Regions from separate parts of the Arachis hypogaea genome. Here region 1 is linked to region 2. The links are chromatin contacts, called in public Hi-C maps. All regions are on one chromosome and are shown on one strand. The core of a region is the stretch at or near the end of the contact, and the rest is flanking DNA. Distances in the headings are between cores, read along the strand shown.

Region 1 (4,605 bases), core at 1,090-3,589, 570 kb after region 2:
GCGAGTGTAATACACGTTCCATTAAGAAGATCGAGTTTTTTTGGTATTAGATGTGCTTGATTAAATTTGAATAGAAAATTATTTAGATGTGTACCTCAACTATAATATTTAATATCTGGACTGATGGTGGACGTCTAAGTCATTTGACATGGTAGCGTTAATTTAAAATGGTTGCATATACATGTTAGCATCACCTAAAATGTGTATTTTATTTTCCGAATGAGTTATTAAATTGGTTTACAGATTTAAGGACAATGTTTCTTTAATCAATACATGATTCAATGCGTTGCTCAAGAATCTTCAAATTGTTTTGAACAAATGTTTATTCTTTGTATGCTTTTTGTCTCTCAAATTTTTTAAAATTATCTATAATGTTTAATTTGATTTAATATAATATTTTTAAATTTTTTTAAAATTATTTATAATGTTTAATTTAATTTAATTTAATTCTTAACATTTTAAATAAGTTCCAATCATACCTTTAATATTAATTTTTTAACCGTCACCAATCAGTCAAATTCTATTTTTCCCTTTTTTTTTGATAAAAAATCTAATTCTAATTTCTATCTATCTAATTCCTAACCTATTCCAACCCCATTAACCCCACCAAGCCACCAACCTCCACCTCCCTCACCTGTTGCTCTCATCACTATTGCCTTTCCTCCCCCTCTAGCTGCCACTAGTCATTGTCATTTCATCTTACACCTTTGATCCCATAGATCTCATCTTTGTCTCACCTTTACCATCATTCATGGACATCTCCATCAACTACAAACTCAAGAACAAACAACAATGATGGCGAGTTACAATGCAATAGTGGCATTTTTCAATTATCCCAATGAGGTCCATGGTATCAAAGAAGGAAGACAAAGAGAAGGAAGGAGTGAAAGTTCAGGTCGGGTGGGATTGGGGCTCAAGTGAAGGCTATGAAAAGAAAGAAGACGAAGAGAAGGGTTGAAAGCCGGTGGAATTGGAATCGAAACGTTGCATTTCCACGCTCTTGAAATAAAGACCATCTCTTTCTTTATTTTCATTGTAATTGAAATAGAGAGAAAGTGAGAAATAAAATAAAAGCTTGGGAATGAAAAAAAAAATTTGGGCTCAATGCAGTGTAAGAATGACAAATAATGCATGGTGGTGAAGGGGCGACAGGCAATGGATTGTAGTTCGGGGTGGTGGTGATGGTAATGATGGAGAGAAAAAAAAAATAAAGATAATGAAGATGACAATAATGAGAATTAGGGTTAGAATTGGAAAAAAATCAATTGATTATTGACTGTCGAAAAATTAATGATAGGAGTAAAATTATAACCTTTTGAAAATATTCGGGACAAAATTAAAGCTAATTAAATATTTGGGATCTTTTTAAAATTTTCAAAAACATTAAGGATAAAAGTATACTTTATCCTTTAATGTTCGTGCATTAATATTAGCATAAAAAAATATTTCTTAGATTAACATTGTTTTAACTCTCTCTCTCTCTCATGATATCAGAGCACTCCATGGTTTCCGAAGCAAGTTCACAAGTGATCACACCAATACTCAAATCCAAATACAAATGCAAGAAATTCAAAGCTTTTTGGTATTGGTAGCACTAAAGATAGATGCACTGAATTTTCTACCATGTTACGAGCTCCTAGATCATCTCACAAGCATAGAAACTTTAGAGAAGTTTGGACCAAACTAGATCGAAACTCAGGAACAATGACAATGGAGTACAAGTGGAAGAAACAAGATGGACACATCAAAATTTAGTTGCTAGCGTCAATGTGTAAGATCTTTAACATTCGAATGATTGGTTGTGAATTTACACAAAAAATCTAATCTAAGTTGAATACATTTTTTTGTCTCCTTCGATCCTATCAGTTTTTTGGGAGAATTAGCATCATAATATGATATCAAAACTTCTACAACCTAAAGGTTTAGAGTGAACCTTGCTGACAAAAAAAAAAAAAAAAAGAAATCAGCATAAAACAGATATAAAAGAGAAAAGTTTATGCACAAAATTACACAAACTCAAAAGAAACTCTCATATGAGAAGGCATACTAGAGAAATATAATTATTCATATATCTATTTTTATTAGCTTAAATATTTAAAAATAATATCATAACATAAACCAATTTTAAAAAAACATCATCTTATGTGTTCTCAAAAGTGAAATACTTTTTTTACCTACTAAACGAGAAATGAAATACTTTTGCTTTTAAAAAAATATATAACTACCATTTCAAAATTCTTTGCTAAACCAAAGTTACGACTACCATATTGAGCCACTGAATTAGTGTTTGAAAATTGTCTATAGGGTATGACCAAACAAAAAATGCCTATAGGGAACCACAAAAAAAAAATTCTATTGGATAGGCATACAAGGATAGAAAGAGACCGAAACAGATATGCAAGTGTTTCCAAAGGCCTCACTTTTTTAAGACAAAAGATAAAGATAAATAACAATAAAAAGATAAAAATGTTTACCGAAAAAAAAAAGATAAAAATGTTCTCGTCCCTATATTGGTATAGCAAAATATTGTTGTCTTGGCGGTAGATTATTTATCGACGGTGTTCCAAACAGGGAAACACTACCCTGGTAAAAACTGAGAGCTATGGAGCCAGAAAGGACTCTATGCCCAAAATTGCAAAAAGATTTGAAAGCAACAAATGAGCTTTTCATATTTCATTATGGCCTTCTCCATAATTTAGCTGTGTACAGAAAAAGCAGCAGGCAAGAACTGCAATGCATAGTTTTCATGTTTCATCAATTGATCATCTCATTTTCCCACCGACCCTTTTAGCAACCAAAGATTTACAAGAGGTGCAAGCTAAAAATAAAATATAAAAATCTTTATATAAGAAACCGTCACATTATACACCAGCAAACCTATATGCCTGAACCTTTGACAAAAAAAATTAAAATAAAATAAAATACAAATTTGAGACCAGAGGGGGGAAAAGAAAAAGAATTCTAACCAAGCACTATTTCATTAGCACTCACAACAATGGCATATTCAAAGGAAGGATCTCTAACATTAATCTAAGTATCTAAACTTCTATAGTATGCTATCAACAGCATCTTTTAGAAGTGAATTATGTCTCAATCTGTGACCTATGGAAAGCACCAAGAAGAAATTTTAAGGGTTAAGTTAGTCCTCCATCTCTGAAAATATACATGTTGGCTGGTTCAAAAATGTCATACTTGACATCCTTATCGATTAAATGAGGCGGCAGAGTTATCGTCGTACTGTCCCCTCCATGCATTGCCACCTTCCGTGCCACTACATGCTTGATTAGGGATTGGAACTTGGCCTAGATCCCCATCCAAACTCATTTGTTGCACCTCGGCGGACGACAATATCTTTATGCTCTGAACACAGCTTACGAATTCTCTGCAAGGAATTATAACTTGAAGGTTAAGAAAAATATTTGATAATGAGTGAGAAAGAAGATGATGACAAATACAATGATTTTACTACTTACTCCCACGGGTCATCACCAACAAGAAGAATGTCATTCTCATGATCCACATATACTAGTTTCCACTCGGTCCTTTGAGGATCTTCTAGCTGCCCTTCAATCCCGAACATTCGAGCCAAATCGTGGCGGAGTTCATCATATCCTTTGTATCGCGTGACGTCGATACATCTTCCAACAGAACCACATTTTTGAACCTGCAAAATATGTTTTGAAAGTTCGAAACACATGCAGATAAGGTCAAAGAATTCGAGGTTAGTTTCCGGATGACAAAGACTTCAAGAATATAGGGTCTAAGATTGCATATGCAAGTATGCAATTAAAGTGATGTCAAAAGCATATTCAAATTTATATTTTAGCATAATTTCTTGTACATATGTCTCGATAAGTATTGTAAATTCAAATTATTTATAAATTTGTCAAGGAATACAAACCTTGGTATATGTTCGCATTCTCTGAGTCTGGTTAGCCCATAAGCCATTATTCAAAACCCCAGCATCGTTCATGGGAATATCACTTGAGCAACCAGGCTTGAAAGGCATGTTCGGCACCCCAAATGACTGCGAGCTGATGGCGGCAGTGGACAGCTCTGTTTCGATGTCTCTTGGAGCACCGCCATAGTTAGCCAGCAAGTTTTGAAGATCTTTTTGAGAGTCATAACCTCTTGAGAGCATGGTATCCGCTGCTAGTCCATCAAGATTGGAGGCAAATGGTAGATTTTGTCTAGGATGCGATTGAACATCACCATCCATGCAGAAGTTTGGAAGTTGGAAGTTCTGGTGGATGCTACCCGGATCAATACAGTAAGATGTTCCGGACGAAGAAGCTTCCAGCTGATCACTGATTGTACCTTTATACTTAAGCTGGTCAGGGCCTTTTATGCCGGATAATTCATGTTTTATCGGCATATCAGACTTATTATGAAGCTCTTGCACCAAATTATTAGTCGGCTCAACTACCGAAATCCCCCCGAATGTGGTTGGTGCTTGTTGATTTCTTTTCATGAGATTTGGTGGAGATATCTGGCAGGTATTAGTAGACGGTGAAGTCGAGCATGATGGCACGTCTACATCGGTAAGACTAGAAGGAGCTCTACTAGTTATAACTGATTTCTGTGCATTCAGGGTTGGTTGGTTCA
Region 2 (4,169 bases), core at 917-3,416:
CACCTTCTTGTCATCTTTGTTCCAATCTGCTTCGGTTTTAGGAGTGACACCACCATCAGTGACTGGTTTTTTTTTTTTTTTTGAAGAATGGATATCTGTTGTTGGATTATCATTCTGTCAGAGTATAAGCCACTGTGTTGAAATCCATGTTGTTCACCATCAAGATCTTTCCTCCAAACTATGAAGCTTGGTCTCTTTGAGACCAAGCTCTGATACCAATTGATGGTAATCAGTGGCTAAGAGAAGGGGTGTTGAATCTTAACCCCTTTTTTGCTGAATCTCAATCTCTGATTTTTCAACCAAACTTTAGGAGATATTTCTGCTTTTGTCTCGTGTCGAGTTGAGAGACACTTTTGTTTTCGTCTCCTGATTAACAGAAACAGAGAAATGAGTAGAGAAGAAGAATTAACACCAGATATATCTTGATTCAGCCACTAGATGCAGTGTGGCCTACATCCAGTCTCCACCACAACAATAATGGAATTTCATTATCTCTTTTTCAAGATTACAAACACCAACTTCTCCCTAGGAACTACCCATTCCTATCTGGGACAAATCCAGATTCTATCCCCAATATGAACCTAACTTGGACTCAAACTAAGCTTTCAACTGCAAAGTGTTAACCCAACTTGCAAGGGAACAAGTCCAGATTCTAACCCAACCTGAACTTGAGTAAGACTCAAACCTAGCTTTCAACCACAAAGTGCTAACCTAACTTGCAAGGGAATCTCCTCAGGATCATGACAACAAAATGAAAATACATACAAAGAATTTTTTAGATAACTACGGATTTTTCTTTAACTCTCTACCTTTTTTCCACTCATTGGATTTTTTTTTTCAAAATCTCACATTTTGTCTTTTACCAATGAAACACAGACAGACTCACTGAGAAAAAAAATATTCAATAAAAGCCATGAAGGAGAAGAATAACTAGCTCAAATAGCTCTGGGAACCCAAACGTGTGCTCTCACTTCTTGATCTCAACCCTTGGCCGTTCACCCTTATTATAGAAGGGCAAGCTTCCAAAGTTGAAACCGGTTCAACCAACCCAGCAACTTCTTCTCCAACATAAGTTAAGTCACAATTTAAACAAAAGAAAAAGAGAGAAAAAATCGAAACTACATGTATGTACCTCTCTCAACCTTTTTCATCTATTTTCTTCAATCGTGGCCATTGATCTTGACTTTGGCCCCAAGAATTGATTCTGAATATTGATAAGTGTCTGACCCAGCCTGGCTTCAAGCTTCCCATTTTTACTTCTTCCCGACCTGAGACTCAAAGGCTATCTTTTTCACAAAAATGGAAATGAATCTTTGTTGCGCTTTCAAGATAGATTTGCTTCATGAACCGATGCATTTCTTTCCTTCCTTGGCAACAAATCTTTAAGCCTTTCTTCAAATCTTTCCTTCTATGGAAATAATCTTTCTTAGCCTTTCTACATAGGCTTTTCTCTGTGGCTTTAATTTTCTTCTTTCTTTTTTTTTTAATGAAAGATGTGACCGAAAGAAAGAGAGAGGAAAGAGAACAGAGAACAGCTTTCATTGGAAGTCATCAATGCAAATTAAATTGAATTGAATTTGGAGTTGCGGTTACCAAGGAATTAATAACCGAAGCATAATTTTAATGAAATTAAACTCAATTGGATTTTTACTTTCAATAACCAAGAATGATAACTTTGACAATTTGAATTCTCTTTGGTTTATGACCACTAAACGACTAAGGTTTTGGGCCATTTTCTTCTTTTTTTTTGCTTTTTAATTGTTTAGCCACTTGAAGTGAACAATTATTATTGGACTAAACTTGTTTAGTAACCAAACTGGCTCTCATCACTTGAGCCTCTTTGGATCTCTTTCTCTTTTAATATTAGCCACTATTTATGAAATAAATTTTGTATAAGGCTCGCCATTCAATAATTAAATTGGGTTTGATTGCATCTTAGCCCAATATTAAAAACTAATTTGCTTCGTGCATACTAACAAAAACATAAAACAAATCATTGGAAGCAATTTAAACAATTAATAATATTTTAATAATTTTCTAATTTATATTTAAATAATATTTGCTCATTATTTCACTTTTTCAAACTCAACACATATAATATATAATAGATAAATAAAAAGAAAAAGACTAGTTTAAATTATCTGCGGGCGCCAACTTAATTGAAGGAAAAGATAAGCTGGCTAGCTTAGTAAAGTGTTCCTTACTTCCTTTTGGCTCCTTTACTGTCTCAGTCTCAACTCTCAACGGTCTAAACTCTATGCTCTAGTCTAAATTCTAAACAAAGTCACACATGCTCTGCACTATGACACACCTCAAACCCTAGCTCCTTCCGATCTACTCACCACAATTCTGGTTGCCACCGTCCGTGGTCGCCGTGCTGCTTTGCCGTGATCGCCGTACTGCTTCTCTCCCTCGTCGCCGTTCTGCTCGCCGTTGTCACCGAAATTCTGGTAGGTGAGTCCTCTCTTTGCTGTGTTGTGTTGACTTGTTAATTTGCTTGATTAGTTAGTTGATTTTCTGGTGCTGTGTTCGTTCAATTTTAACTGATTTCTCAGACCCTATTTCAAATTTCATGGAAACATTAGTCCTTGTTGGTGTTTGAACATTTCCCTTTTGATCTGTATATCATTGTGTCCCCTGGATTTGAGAAAATGTTCACTTTTGACTATACAGTTTTTGAATCACTATGTAGATTTTTGCTGTGTCACACTATCATAGCAGTACCTCAATGTTTCAGCCTCATTTACTCGTAATTTTCTTCAATTCTAGCAATTTGAATGCAACAGAAACAGTAATCTACTACCAAAGGCCTCTACTCTTTTTGATATGTGTTTTGGAGCTCCAAATAAATACAAACTCTTAAGTAAATAAATTCAGTTCCAGTTTGATATGATGTACAAAATCTGCTCCATTTTTTTCTCTCCTGTTAATTTTTTTATCTTTTGATTCTAGAAAAGGGTGGAGAATTTTAATATGCACAAGTATTCTCAAACATGTTACATACTTAATGATTCTCACTGACTCAAAAAGGAACTACAAATTCTGCTTTGTTTTGTAAGGTGTTTTTTTTTTTTTTTTTCACTTCCAGTACATATAGGAATGTTGTGGTTTATAGTTTCAACAATTTGATGCTTAATAGGCTCAAGATTATTATGAGCTTTCAGCCGAGTATGAAGGGAAGCATAATAATTGAGAAGTTGGAGGAACTTGGGAATATGTCTTAGTGTTGGCCTCTGAATGACTTACTTGGTTACATAACGTATGTCAATTGAATGACTTACAGTTTATCTTTGATAAACTATTTAATTAAAGACCATGCCATCCAATTCCCTATAAAATAACGCAGAAATTATATTGGCGGTCATCCTCATTTGAATTAATGATATACCAAAGTTATGCTCACTATAAATCTAATATACCAAAAGTATCCCCACCTTTGTTTTTTTCCTTCTGTTTCTAATACTTTCTCTTCCTCTTTCTGTGCGCTCAAATTGTTGAATCAATTCAGCATTTCTTTGACACTGAAATAACGAAGAAACAAATGAAGATGAAGACCAAAACACCATTGAAGCAGCTCAAGCTTGCTGTTCCTGCTCAAGAAACACCCATCACTTCATTCCTGTAATTATATTCTCTCTATCTTCTCTATTAACACTCACCCATGTCTTCTTAGCTTCACCACTTAAATTCGCATGTAAAATTGCCGTCCTTAGCTTTATGTCACTCTTTATGCTTTGTTGTTGCTACCTACCAAAATATACTAGTTTAGCACGTGGGTTAGTTTGACAACAATTCCAACATGCAGTATCTTAGATTACTTGTTTTTTTCATGTTTTGAGCTTGGGAAATTGTCTTCTTTATATGAGAAGAAAACTTTCTTTATATCAGGACTGCAAGTGGCACGTTCCATGATGGAGATCTGCTGTTAAATCAGAAAGGACTGCGTCTCATATCTGAAGAGAAAGAATCAAGGGTAGCTCTTATTTCTTCCACATTCCCATTTGTTGTTTCTACTTTCTAATCTAATATATATATATATATATATATACTATTTTCAATTTTGCATAAATTTTGCCTAATGAGTTGAATTTCAAAGCCAGCTTCCATTGTTTTATTAGGATCTAGAAACTACATTGCTTATCTTCAATCAGTTATGGTGTTCAGTTTTG

Evidence for each region. Hi-C and Micro-C count contacts between places; a contact is called where the count stands out from the background.
Region 1: a contact with region 2 is called in a Hi-C map of leaf, with 5 times the contacts expected there. The contact joins the enhancer-like site here to the promoter of LOC112790542 in region 2. A contact is called at or near these places in 2 of 8 Hi-C or Micro-C datasets (both in leaf).

What each region holds. Positions count from the first base shown.
Region 1 is chr3:51,243,397-51,248,001 of arahy.Tifrunner.gnm2.J5K5, forward strand. LOC112790552 (auxin response factor 19) reads right to left here. Exons shown (of 14, transcript XM_025832997.3): 12 at 3,902-4,605; 13 at 3,474-3,664; 14 at 2,820-3,382. The coding sequence ends at 3,202. Among protein-coding and RNA genes, the nearest start is that of LOC112790552, 8.8 kb to the right of the region's middle. Within about 2 kb of position 2,340, at least 3 of the 3 cell types and tissues checked have open chromatin away from gene starts, as enhancers often do.
Region 2 is chr3:50,674,927-50,679,095 of arahy.Tifrunner.gnm2.J5K5, forward strand. It overlaps LOC112790542 (mitogen-activated protein kinase kinase 6), which reads left to right and starts at 2,167. Exons shown (of 9, transcript XM_025832989.3): 1 at 2,167-2,450; 2 at 3,509-3,621; 3 at 3,889-3,973. The coding sequence starts at 3,542.